Regions from separate parts of the Sus scrofa genome. Here region 2 is linked to region 1. A link is a contact called in public HiChIP or PLAC-seq data. All regions are on one chromosome and are shown on one strand. The core of a region is the stretch at or near the end of the contact, and the rest is flanking DNA. Distances in the headings are between cores, read along the strand shown.

Region 1 (6,103 bases), core at 915-3,414:
CAGCCTCTCACATGGGTCTGTGGCCTCAACAGGAACAGTAAACACAATCCAGTCTTGCTCTTTAGGAGCAAGACTGACACCTCAGGAGCAAGACTCACCACAGGAGTGAGCCTGACACCTCCCCCAGACACTTACCTCTCTGCTCCATACTTGACAATTGCAAGGCAGTGACTCACTGAGATGTACAGAGAGGGCTCCCCCACATTTGAGGGGGTGATAAAGCGTATTAAATGAATAGAACAGCATGAGTGCCTGTTTTGGTATCATTGATATAAATGAAGCTAAAAGGTACTCACAGTCCAGGAGTATTTACTTGGCCTTACTTTGAAGCCACACAGGTATAAAATGTGGTGTTTCATTTCCCTGAAAATAGATGTTTTTAAGGACATAATGTGATTATAGTCATGACTGCTATTTATTGAATTTATTTGATAGGCAAACGCTTTATTTCCTTTAATCTCACCATAGTCTTTCAAAGTTGACAGTATTGTTATCTCTCTTCAACAAAGGAGAAAAAGGGCTTAGAAAGGCAGAGGGCCCCACACTAGTAAGAGTGGAGATGGGATTTGAACCTAGTTGATGCTGAAGCTGGGGCTTGTTTTCCTACTCTATGTCACAGGGATCTGGAAAGATTCACTGACAGTTTGCATTGAAGTTAATCTGGGTCACATTTCTCACATCATCTTTGTTCTCTGACTAGAATCACTTCAACCAGTGCATCCTCAGCATTGCCCCCAAAGGGTTGCTCTCCCATGTTGCTGATGACCTCGAAGCACTGCCCATTTCCCCTTTCCACTACATCAAAACCAAATGCCAGACATCGAGCCTCCAACCCTCCACAACTCTCACCTGGTTCACTCCTTGGGGCTCCTCCGGAAATCAGCACAGAGTGTCAATAGCATATTAGCTCTCTTGGGGTGGCGATGATGAAAATGAGGATTTTTGTGGGTTGTTGCTGAAATAAGGATTGTGAAACACCAAGGTTTCTTATCGGGAAAAGTTGTGCAGGGCTTCAGAGAAGCCAGCTCTTTGGCCTCACAACTACCTGGAGACAGAATAGCAGAGGGGGGCCTCTCTGATTTAAGGGCATTTCATCTAAGACTATCTCTGCTCTTGGGCACAGGATATAAAACTGAGTGGAGTAGGGGGAGACTTTGGAACAGCCTGCTGGGAGCAACGGGGACTAGTGAACTCAGTTCTTGAGGGACTTCTGACCACACACAACTGTATGAACACCTTAGCTGCAGCCCTGTTTCTCCCATTTGAATTTCCATCTGGCTAATCAGCAAGGGTTACACCTTGGTCTGCCATGTGCTCCCTTTTGAGGAACCAGTAGGGTGTAGCAGAAAAGTCAGAACCCAGGATTGCAGACCCTGAGGAAGGCGCTAGATTTTCTGAGCTTTGGCTTTCTCTTCTGTGAACCAGGGAACAGGATACTTCTGTAAGTAGCAGTGGAAAGGATGTCATGAGATGATGTATAGGCACATCCTCTGCATTGTCCCTGGCGCATAGTAGGTGCTCATGAGAGAGTTTTTATTTTGTATCCTCTGGGAATCGCATGTTTAACATGTATCTCCTATAAATGCATGACTCCGTGCTTAGTGTCAGAAGACAATACGAAGATTAAAACATAAAACAAAGGAAAAAACTGGAAGCCTGGCCTCAAGGAGCTTTCAGTCTAGTGGGAAACACAGACTTGCACATAGTTGTAATTCTGACGCATGGGAGCCTTTCCTTTGCTGTCACAAGCCTGACTCTACCCAGAAAGCCCGGCTGTGTCAGCGAGCCGTGGGTCCCACGTTCTCTTTCAGGAAACCGTGGACATGCTGAAGAGTCACATTAAAGAGGAACTGATGCAAGGGGAGGAATCTGACTCTGTGTATGAGTCCATGGCCCACCTTTCCACAGACCTGCTCATGAAGTGCTCCCTCAACCCCGGCTGCGACGAGGAGCTGTACGAGTCCATGGCAGCCTTCGTCCCAGCGGCCACCGAGGACCTCTGTAAGTAGCCCGGCTTAGTTCTGCTTCCATCTTTCTGCTGACCAGTGGTTTCTTCCTTCTGGTGGGGGGTGGGGGGGGAAGTCCCTGCTTAACCCCACCCCACCCTGGAGAGGTGAAGATCCTATTTACACAGAGTTAGACTGGTTGTCATGTGCTGTGGCAAGCAGAATCCTCCTTCAGACTTCCCCTGCTGTGACTGCTGTGTTACCGGAAAGTTTAAGTAAGGGCCCGGGACTCGGAGCTGATGAAGGCTGCCTTGTGAGCTAACATCAGTAATTTCGAACTCTGGCAGTTCCAGTGGGCCCTTTTCCAAGCAAACATTTTGTAATGCCCCCTTACTCCCTTGACCTGAGATTCATATAATACTACCTGCCTCCATATGAAATTCTAGAAATCAAGCATATGTCCTAAGTGAAACATAAAAGCACAGTAAAAGGAGAGGAAATCCTCATATGTAACTACACATGAGGACATAATGAAATAAGGGTTGCGAAACACCAAGGTTTCTTGGATGCAGTCACCCACACTCAGAATCACTGCCAATGTCATGGCCTCCAACACGAGCCGACACGTTTATTGTGTCGGTGACTTGGATACTGCTGGCAGTGTTGGCATCAGCGCCTGGATCTTCCTAAATGGCCAGCGATTCCTCACACTCCTTTCCATTTTCATAGCAGTTGAATTCCTGAAAAATTCAGTGTAAATCAAAACCATGCAAAAATGTAAGTTGTATGTGTAAACGAAGCAGCTTAGTGTCTAGACTAAGAAAATTATAAACAAGGCTTTTTAATAAGCTAATTTTATTGGATTAATATATAATAAAATTATTGCCAAAATACCATATCTCCAGGACATGATTTTTTTAGTAAATTGCTTACCAAATTTTTCCCATTTTTGGTGATCTTAATCATTTTTTTTCAATAGCAAAAGTAATACATTCTTACAAAAATTTGAAACAAAATAAAACTGTATAACCGAGTTATTAAAAGTCCACTCAACCAACCAGTATAACATACATAATAGTTTGGTGGGTATTTTTGCCCATATTTTTCCTGATACTTGCTGATTTAAATTTTAAAAATTTATATACACATGCATATGCATATAAACAGATAAGTACAAATATATATGTACAAATACATATAATAAGCAGTTTTTTAATCTATATGTGTGTCTAGTGAAATATTTAAAAGTCAAGAGGGACATAAAACGGGGCTATCCCCCACAAAGAAGGATGTCTAACATCTTTCTCCCTTCTGCTCATTGCAAGTAGCCTCCCTACATCAAGGTGACAGCCCAAAATACCCTACTAGGTTTTTCCCAAATGCCCTCTAGAGGGCAGTGCCGCTCCCCCTGAGAACCACTGGTTTAAACATTGGATTACAATGCACGGGTCAGAACTGAAGTAGGAGGACTACGCGACGGGCCCTCTAAGAGCCTTCTTTATATGTTACCACCATTTACCGTCAGATGCTAAGAGCTCTGAAACATTGCCTACAGCTTTGCTCTCCTTCCTTCTGGTCTAATTAATCAAGTCAAGAAAGACAAGACAAATAACCATCAACGCATCCATCACCTTTATTGATGGAGGACTTTCTGGAATGGGCTAGATTGGGTATTGCCAACTTTCAGCCTGAGAAGAAGACTGTGGGGAGGTGGGCCTGATTTTCCCATCCATGAATAGAAAAGCGGGCGTCAAGAGAATGCTTTGGAGCAAGAGATGCAGGCAGGTCGGGGGACCAGAGGTGAACCCTGACACCAGCAGGGCCTTTGATACTGCCACCCCAGCACTTAGAAGCTATGGTCCAGTGTTTGCGAGGTGCTTGCCAGTCAGATTGGCTGCTTCTCTTGGGGAGGGAGGGAAAGGGGGAAAGAGCAGTGGAAGCTCTTGCCCAGCACCTAACTGGGAGGACTGGAAGTGCTGGTGGGAGCTCCTCCTCAGTGAGCAGTGACCCGGCAGGGAGGTGAGGAAAGAAGGCATCACCCCTACCATCCACATCCTCCATGTCACTGAATCCTCAGAGGGACCGTACAAGGATGCTTTTCTTAGCCTGCACTTTACAAATGAGGAAAGTGAGGCACAGAGAGGTTAAGCAACTTTCCCAAAGTCTCACGGTTAATAAGGGATAGAGCCCAGTTTTGAACCCGGGTCTCTCTGTCTCTAGGACCATAGTCTTCATTCTGGGCCTGAAATTTCCCTCTAACACTACAAATTTTAGTCCTGGTTTCTTTCAGAAAAACCATCTAGCAGCTACAGCCATGCTTCCTCTTTCTGTGGCCCAGATGTTAGCTCACAAAGCAGCCTCTGGCGCCCCCTGCCCTTACGCATCCATCCATCTCTCCGTGTACCCAATAAGCGTTCTGGAACAGCTGTGTTTCAGCTACTTGCCTCTCCCGGGAGTTGGTGAGACAGGGGGAGGAGAGGGGAAGAAATGGTCCTTTTCAGTGTGGAACAGAGAGGCATTCACAAAAGAACATTTGGAGAACAACTGGTACCCATTTGGGAAGTCAGGGACCAAGCTTTATCATTTCTGCCCTTTGGCCCTATTATGGGCAGTTGGACAATGAAAGAATCTCTCACTTTACTGGCAGTTTAGTGTTGACAGAGAGCCTTAACACTTGTTATTCCCCAGGATGCTCCCGCTCATGAAATGCCACCCCCTCCCCAGTGCACAGCGGTGGGGAATGCTAACAGCTGCCAGTCCCATCACTCCTGTCTGCCGAGCCCCTCACAGCGGGAGCAGTGAACCTCTCCAGCCCTTCCCAAGTCAGGGGAGGGCTACGGAGCTTGCCTGCTTTGTGACCAGTTGGCATGCAGTTGGGGGGATTCTGGTGGCTGTGGAGCTAGAAGGAGGCCACTGACAGGCAGGCTGGAGAACTGGGCTGTTTAGGGGATGGGGAAAGGAAACCCACTGCATTTTTCATTTGCCAGGTCATATAAACTCTGAATTCCCTCATCCTGACTATTATTTGACTTGTGTTTCTCTCTCTGGGGCTTAATCTTGAGAATGACCATTTGCATACTGTCCCAGAAGAAGCAGCAACTTGTACTTGGGGAGGAACCGTTTATTATACTACCAGTGACTCTCTGGGGGAGAAGGCAGTTTAGGTCATAAATAAGTAGGGCAAACTGGTATACCTAAGATACATATTTGTAGCACCGTCCAGCAGAGTAATTGCTGGGAACATCTGCCGCCCCTTCCTGGTCAGCAGACTGCTTTCATCTCTGTGATCTCATCCGATCATCCTGAGGCTTGGTGCCTAGAGTTATCTTCATTTTAGAAAGGAGATCGCTAAGGTTCCAAGATTTAGTAACTTATTTGAGTCCTGTCAAGAGAGAACTGGATCAGGAATCCGAGTTGGAAGATTCCCAGGGGTCAAATCTGTCCACTGCCCACAGAGATAGAGGATCTTCCTGGACAGCCCTGGGATGGATACTTACAGGGGGGCTATTTCTATATCTGAATATCCGAGGTTATCAGTGCCCCACTTTTGTGGTACCATTCAACCCTAGAGGCTGAAAGTAAACATATTAAGGAAACTAAGCTATGTTTGTTCACTCACCAACTTCCTCGCTCGCTCATTCCTTCGTTTGCTCACCGGACAAACATTACACAGTACAAACTCTAGGCCAGCCCCTCAGCATTGCTTTGGAGGTCATCTAACTGTGTTGGGGCAAATCTGCCTCCTTCTGACTTGAGTTTTTAAAAAGGGACAATACTGAGATTCCCTTCTCCAAAGGGAACCCAAACAATCAGTTAGTAGGAGGTTGTCAGGGGAACTCTCTGGATTGAATGAAGGGGGCTGGGGGCAGCATTGGGTTCTGACCCTGAGAATTTATGGTCCTTCCCTTGAACTTCACACACACACACACACACACACACACACACATGCACTTCTCACACTCACAATCTTTGGTTTAGATATGCTGCCACCAGGTGGTAAGTACATGTCTTTGTAATCAGACTTTCAACTTTGCTCCCAATTCTCTTGAGAATTTTTTGTTCCAGACCCCTACAGATTTAAACCATCATTTTCTGCTATATAGGAAATAAATGTTATTAAGGATAAGCTTATACAAACACTAAATGAAAATCATGGC
Region 2 (6,103 bases), core at 2,142-4,641, 220 kb before region 1:
AGCAGAGAACCTCGATCTTCCTGGAATGGAAGATGATCCTGGCCCCAGAGGACACCTCAATAATCACCTGGTTACCAAATATCCATCTTGATCATAATCATTGTCTGAACCTGCTAACTTCAATTCAATGAAAACCTAGTAATAGAAACACCAACACCTCCACAGTCCTGACTCTCACCCCACTCCAAAAAAACAAAAAAAAAAGGGAGAAAGAGAAGGGAGAATTAGATTTTGGAAATGAGTTAGATTCACTTTTAATCCAAAGCCTGCTATAAATTAAATACATTTAGAAACCAAATTACCCTAAAGTCAAGATAATCAGTCAAGAGAATCAAATAGAAGGTTAATTGTTCAGAACAAAACCCATTAAAATAAAAGAGGAATTATTACATCTGCTAGTGACAAACAGTTGCCTTTTGGAGTGTATATAAATGAGGATCTTCTATATAGAAAGTTAATGCTACAAATGATTTACTTAGAACTCTCAAAGAGCAAAATTACATACCATAAAAAAGAAAATACAAGACCCAACCTATTTTAGTCAGGAGACTATCAAGTGTATATTACCTCAGATTAAAATACTGATCTTCAGTCTGAACTGTAAATAATGTCTTTAACTTTACTACCTCGAAAGTGGAAATTTGCAGTTAAAAGCATGTTTTTAGAAAACTGATCACCAGATTAAAATCCTTCCTTTAAAAAAAAGAATCTAAAAATTGACACTCGACTCAGATATTTACAGAGGAATTTTATTAGTTTAAAAAAAAAAAAACCCCAAAACACCTTGTCAAGCAGCAGTAACTCACTACTAACACTAAACACTGACTGATTAAAAAGGAGGCCTGAGGAAAAAGGAAAGGATTCAAAGCAAACAAAATTAGAATATAACCATCTAAACTAAAGCAATAGTAACTTAGAAATTTATAGGGTTACAGCTGTCAATTTCAAAATCTTTTAAAAACTAAAAAGCCCCACTGGGGGAAAAAATCATTAAAAAAATGAAACAAATACAAGAACTAAAAATTCCTCAAAATAATTTTAGGATTTTATATTAATTCACAAATCTGAAAACTCATTATTAATCTCATGCCTCTCAAAACCTTCTACATGCCTTTATAAAGTCTCTTATATGATGGCTACAAATAGTACATAATTCAAAAAGTGCAAATGCTTATGTAACATTTCAGCAAACGTATGATGGGTTTCAAAGAATAAAACAAGCAAAGATAGAGCAAATGATAACTAATAACCAAAAGGCTGGTTCCTGGAGGGCAGAGCTAAGCTTGGATTGGCAGGAGGGTAATTTTAAAATATGTCCACAAGACAAATTATAGCAAAAAATGGACTCCAGCCTTTATTATTTACACAAGTGTATCTTTTAAAATGCACTTTTAACCTTTTTAACCTTTGGACAACCAAAATGATATCAGATACCTTAAAGCATTGTTGCCTATATTAATTTTGATAATTACAATCCAATTCTTAACAAAATTCAGACATTTTCATAATGAAGACCCCGCAGAAATGGAAAGGCTTACATTCTCAAACTAAAGGTTACCTTATTTTTCACTTGTTTAAAGTTTCAGTTTTGTTTTTTAACCTATTACAGAAAACATCCCTTGTGGGACACTGGAAAGGGCATACCCTCCTGTCAAGCCAGAAAGCTCAAACACAAAGACACTGAGCCAACCAAGTGCTGTAATTCTTCCAAAGTGAGCTTCTCCACACCCCCTCCACCCTTCCCCCCAACAGATATGTCTATTAAATCAGTGTCTGTTCTCCCCCTCGCACAACAAAGAGAACTTCTCACCGCATGAAATTGCCGCTGAATGGACACCAGAAAGCAGGATTTGCATAATTCCTTCCAACGAAACCCTGTCGGGAAGGAGGGGATGAGGGGCCCAAGCGAACGGATAGAATCTCCTAGATTCTGTTGGTAAGACCAAGATTATTCCCCACGGTGGGGTGGGGGGTGGGAATTCTGGACCTCCCCGAGGACTGGGCGTGGGAGACGGAGGACGACGAGCGAGCATTTCCCCACACATCAGCAGCACCGAAGCAAAGATGGGGAAATAACAATGCTGGAGAACAGGAGAGTCAGACACAGGACGGACTGGGGCTAGGGGGCGGCGGGCGGAGCGGAGACACCAAACGGGCCACTTACTTTTTGGAGGGGGGTTAAATATATGAGTTAAGCCCTTATGGTCCCGCCGGCCGCCGCACAGAGGGAAACGGGACCTTGGGAGAGAAAAACAGACAAAACACATAGTGTGAGAGGCGCTGCTCGGCCGCCCGGCCCCTCCCGGAGCGCCCCGGTCCACACTCCCTCCTGCCCGCGGGGGAAAAAGCCACTCGAGGCGCCCCGAGGTCCGGGAGGCGAGGGGGGGGGGCGGGGCGGACGAGGCTCTTCGTGCGGCGACGGCTCCGGAAAATCCCCCAGAAGAGCACAAGAGCGACCCCAGCTCCGGCTTCCCGGTCGGACCGGTCCCACCCCCCCCTTCCTCCCGCCGTGCACACACTGAACACAAATACACACACACCGACCCGAGCGTCGAGGATTAACTCCCCGGCCGCTGCCGCCGCCGCCGCCCGCAGAGGAAGTGCAGCCGCTGCCCCCCGCGGCCATGACACCCCACTTGGCTCGGTCAGGCGGACCCGGGGCCTGTGACAGCTCCGGCTCCCTCCGCCCCCATCTCCACCTCACGCCTCGCACACGCCCGAGCGCCCGCCGCCCGTGCACGCGAGGCGAGGGGCGCGCGCTGCCGCCGTGCGTGGGGGGAGGGGCAGCGCGGGACGCGGAAGGCGCCGGCCGCAGCGGAGGAGGGGACCAAGCTGCGGCCCAGCACGCGCCCCCGCCCCGGGCACCACGGGACTGGCAGCGGCGTCCCCCGTCAAGCGGCAACGCTGCGGGACGAGTCTCCACAAAAAGCCAGCGGCGGCGCCGGGCCGCCGGGCAGGGAGGGAGGGCAGAGAGAGGGAGGGGAGGGGAGGGGCACGCGCTCCCGCCCAAGAGCCCTCCCCGGGGAGGGCGCGCAAAGAGGAGGGGCCGGCGCGCGCGCTCGGGCCCGAGTGGGGAAAGCCCGCCCGGAGGTCGCGCGCGCCCGCGCTCCGGGGGGTGGGGGAGGGGGACGCCCAAGCCAAAGAGGGCGGGCGGGCCGGAGCGGCAATTGCTGTCCCGGCTCCCTCCCTCGTCCGGGGCGGCCGGCGGCGGGGCAGCCCGAGGTCCGGAAGCGGCTGGGGAAGAGTCTCACCTACACAGTGAATGAGCTTGTGGCGCCACGAGTCCAGTTCTTGCCGAAAGCCGCGTCTCTCAACGGAGCATTGCTGCCGCCTACACACCCTCGCCATCTTCTGCCGCCCGCCCGGCCCTGCCTCCGCCGCGGCCCCGCGCACGCCCAGCCGCGTCGCCCGGGGCCGCGCACGCACCCGCGGCCTGGGCGACGCGCCTCCCGCCGGGGGCGGTGCGGGGGCAGAGCCGGCCTCACCTCGCTTGGCCCCGGCGTGGCCCGGGGGGCATCCTGGGCGCGCGCCTGCCCCACACACGGCGCGGCGCTCCTCGCTTAGCTTGCGGTCCCCGCGGTGCTGAGCCGCGGCCGCCGCCTCTGGTCGCCCAGGAAGGAGCCTTCCCACGGCAGGAGCTTGGCCCCGCCGGCCCGGCGCCGCCGCCGCGCTGTCCCCCAAGGCCACGGCGGTCCCTTCTTTCCCTTCCCGGGGCTTTTTGTTTCTTAAACCAGCCTCATTTATCACTTCCAGCCTGCCTTTCGCCCGATACCAACTGTTGCAAGTTCTGTGGTAACTGCTTCTCTGAACTTCTGGGTCGAAACTGCTCCTCCCAGGAGCCTGTTTAAGAAGCAGAATAAGAATAAATGCCTGGATGCCAGTAGAAGCACTGAGCCCTAAAGTTTTTCAAGGTGAGAAAGATACATTTTATTAAGTCACTGAAAGGCAGTCGGCATTCGGGAACCCAGTTTAAAAAAAAAAAAAAAATCAAACGTTTTAAATGTGAAAAACTAGATTTCTACTAGCAAGGCAAAATTCTAAAGTCGGCATATTTAGAACCCCTCCTGTGTGTGTGGAAAGGGGTTTAAGAAAATTGTGCTAAAGTGCGAATGATATTTCAAAGAAGTACTTAATTAATGATAATTAAAGCAGAGTGTTGCAAAGTGGCTTAATATTTCAGGAAAGGACTCGAAGAGAAATATTTCCGATGACAAAGGGGATTTTTCAGTTGAAAACCTGGAATTATCAAATCACCCTGCGCAGGGCACTAACTGTTCCGTTTAAACATGATCCTGATCTTAATTATTTGACTTATTTGGGAGAAAAAGAGAAAAGAGAGGGAAAAGGTGAAACTAAAAGAGAGAGAAAATGCAGCGGGTTTGGTTGAGATGGGGTGGGAGCGGGGGCAGAATGCAAAACCAAAAGAAAAACCGGTATAGATCCCTCTTCACCAGTAGGCCCAGTACCCTAGGATTCTGATCTCTTCCCCACCTTTGGGGTTTAAAATTAAGGATGGTGTATTCCTGCTTTTAGATATTTAAATTTAAATTTGAAGGCTTAATTTTAATTACTATAGTAGGTAATACAAAGTCATTAGACATGGTTGACATCAAGGATCCCATTGGTGTATTGATTTTTGTCCTTTCAAAGGCTGTGGCCTTGGTTCTCTGAACCAGGTACTTGTGGAATCGCCTGTCCATCCATAAGGAGATGGATTGGGTGGGTCTCTTGGGTAGGAGGGATTTGAGAGGTATGGATAGAAAGGCACCTTTAGCCCCCTAAATCTTAAAAGCAGTCATGTTTCCATTCTCAGAAGTCCACAATATTTCATTGGTTAAGAGTATGTCAAATAAACATGAACAAGCTATTAAGTCAGGAAGTATTGAATTTCTTTGTACATGAAACTATCCTGAGTGGTGAGGGGATAGAACAAAAACAAGATAAAAGATTGCTGTGGACAGCCATCCTGCACGTAGGATGGCGAGATGTCGCCAACCTGAAACTTTCTTCACCGCTAGGTGGTGCGTTTGAGTCTTTTGTAGCTTTTAACCAAGTCTATGGTTTTTGGAAGTATGTTTCATAAAGTTTGAAATAAATGAACAACATACAGCTCTAAAATGAGTTAACAATGAGTGTATTTTCCAATTATCCCACCTAAGTTGTTTAAAAAAAATCATCAAACCGGAGTTCCCGATGTGGCGCAGCAGAAACAAATCCTACTAGGAACCACGAGGTAGCAGATTCGATCCCTGGCCTCACTCATTGGGTTAAGGATCCGGCATTGCTGTGGCTGTGGCGTAGGCCGGCAGCTATAGCTCCTATTTGACCCCTAGCCTGGGAATCTCCATATGCTGTGAAGGCAGCCTAAAAAGCAAATAATAATTATAATAATAAATAAAAATTTTAAAAATCATCAAAACCAAGGGTATTATTTCCTCAAAACAATCTCTTTAAGAGTCTCAGACATATAGATTAAGAGGATCCTAGTGACTTCAAAGATCAACTTTAACATGAGATATATATTCTCTAATTTTTTTTCTTTTTTAAAGATGTTGAATATAGTTCCCTGTGCCATTTGGTAGGTCTTTGTTGTTTATCTATTTTATATATAATGGTGTATGTATGTTAATCCCAAACTCCTAATTTATCCCTTCCACCTTTCTCCTTTGGTAACCACAAGTCTGTTCTCTATGACTGTGAGTCTGTTTCTGTTGTGTAGATAGGTTTACTTGTACCATATTTTATTTTATTTATTTATTTGGTCTTTTTAGGGCCACAACCATGGCATATGGAAGTTCTCAGGCTAGGGGTCGAATTGGAGCTACAGCCGCCAGCCTATATACCACAGCTACAGCAACACCAGATCCGAGCTGCATTTGTGAACTACACTGCAGCTCATGGCAACACTGGATCCTTTAACCCACTGAGCAAAGCCAGGGATCGAACCCACATCCTCATGGATACTAGTTGGATTCTCAACCTGCTGAGCCACAATGGGAACTCCTGTTCTCTAATTTAAGGTAGGGAATTGGAAGCCCTAACAGGTGACTTGAGCAAGGTTATGTAGGTGCTAGGTAGAAGGAGGGCAACAAAAGCCAGAAGA

Evidence for each region. HiChIP or PLAC-seq counts read pairs in DNA pulled down with a chosen protein or histone mark.
Region 2: a contact with region 1 is called in an H3K27ac HiChIP or PLAC-seq map of alveolar macrophages. The contact joins the promoter of LOC100627422 here to the enhancer-like site in region 1. A contact is called at or near these places in 1 of 5 promoter capture datasets (liver), 5 of 47 Hi-C or Micro-C datasets (blood, brain, embryonic fibroblasts and 2 more) and 1 of 2 datasets of contacts at active chromatin or transcription factors (alveolar macrophages).

What each region holds. Positions count from the first base shown.
Region 1 is chr14:108,084,937-108,091,039 of Sscrofa11.1, reverse strand. It overlaps PIK3AP1 (phosphoinositide-3-kinase adaptor protein 1), which reads left to right. Exons shown (of 17, transcript NM_001244503.1): 8 at 1,812-2,001. Among named protein-coding and RNA genes, the nearest start is that of TM9SF3, 55 kb to the right of the region's middle. Within about 2 kb of position 2,164, at least 8 of the 83 cell types and tissues checked have an H3K27ac peak or open chromatin away from gene starts, as enhancers often do. A contact at or near this core is called in alveolar macrophages and liver, where this site is marked.
Region 2 is chr14:108,301,298-108,307,400 of Sscrofa11.1, reverse strand. It overlaps LOC100627422, which reads right to left and starts at 3,391. Exons shown (of 8, transcript XM_021074303.1): 1 at 3,256-3,391; 2 at 2,165-2,238. It also overlaps a transcript of PIK3AP1 not described here.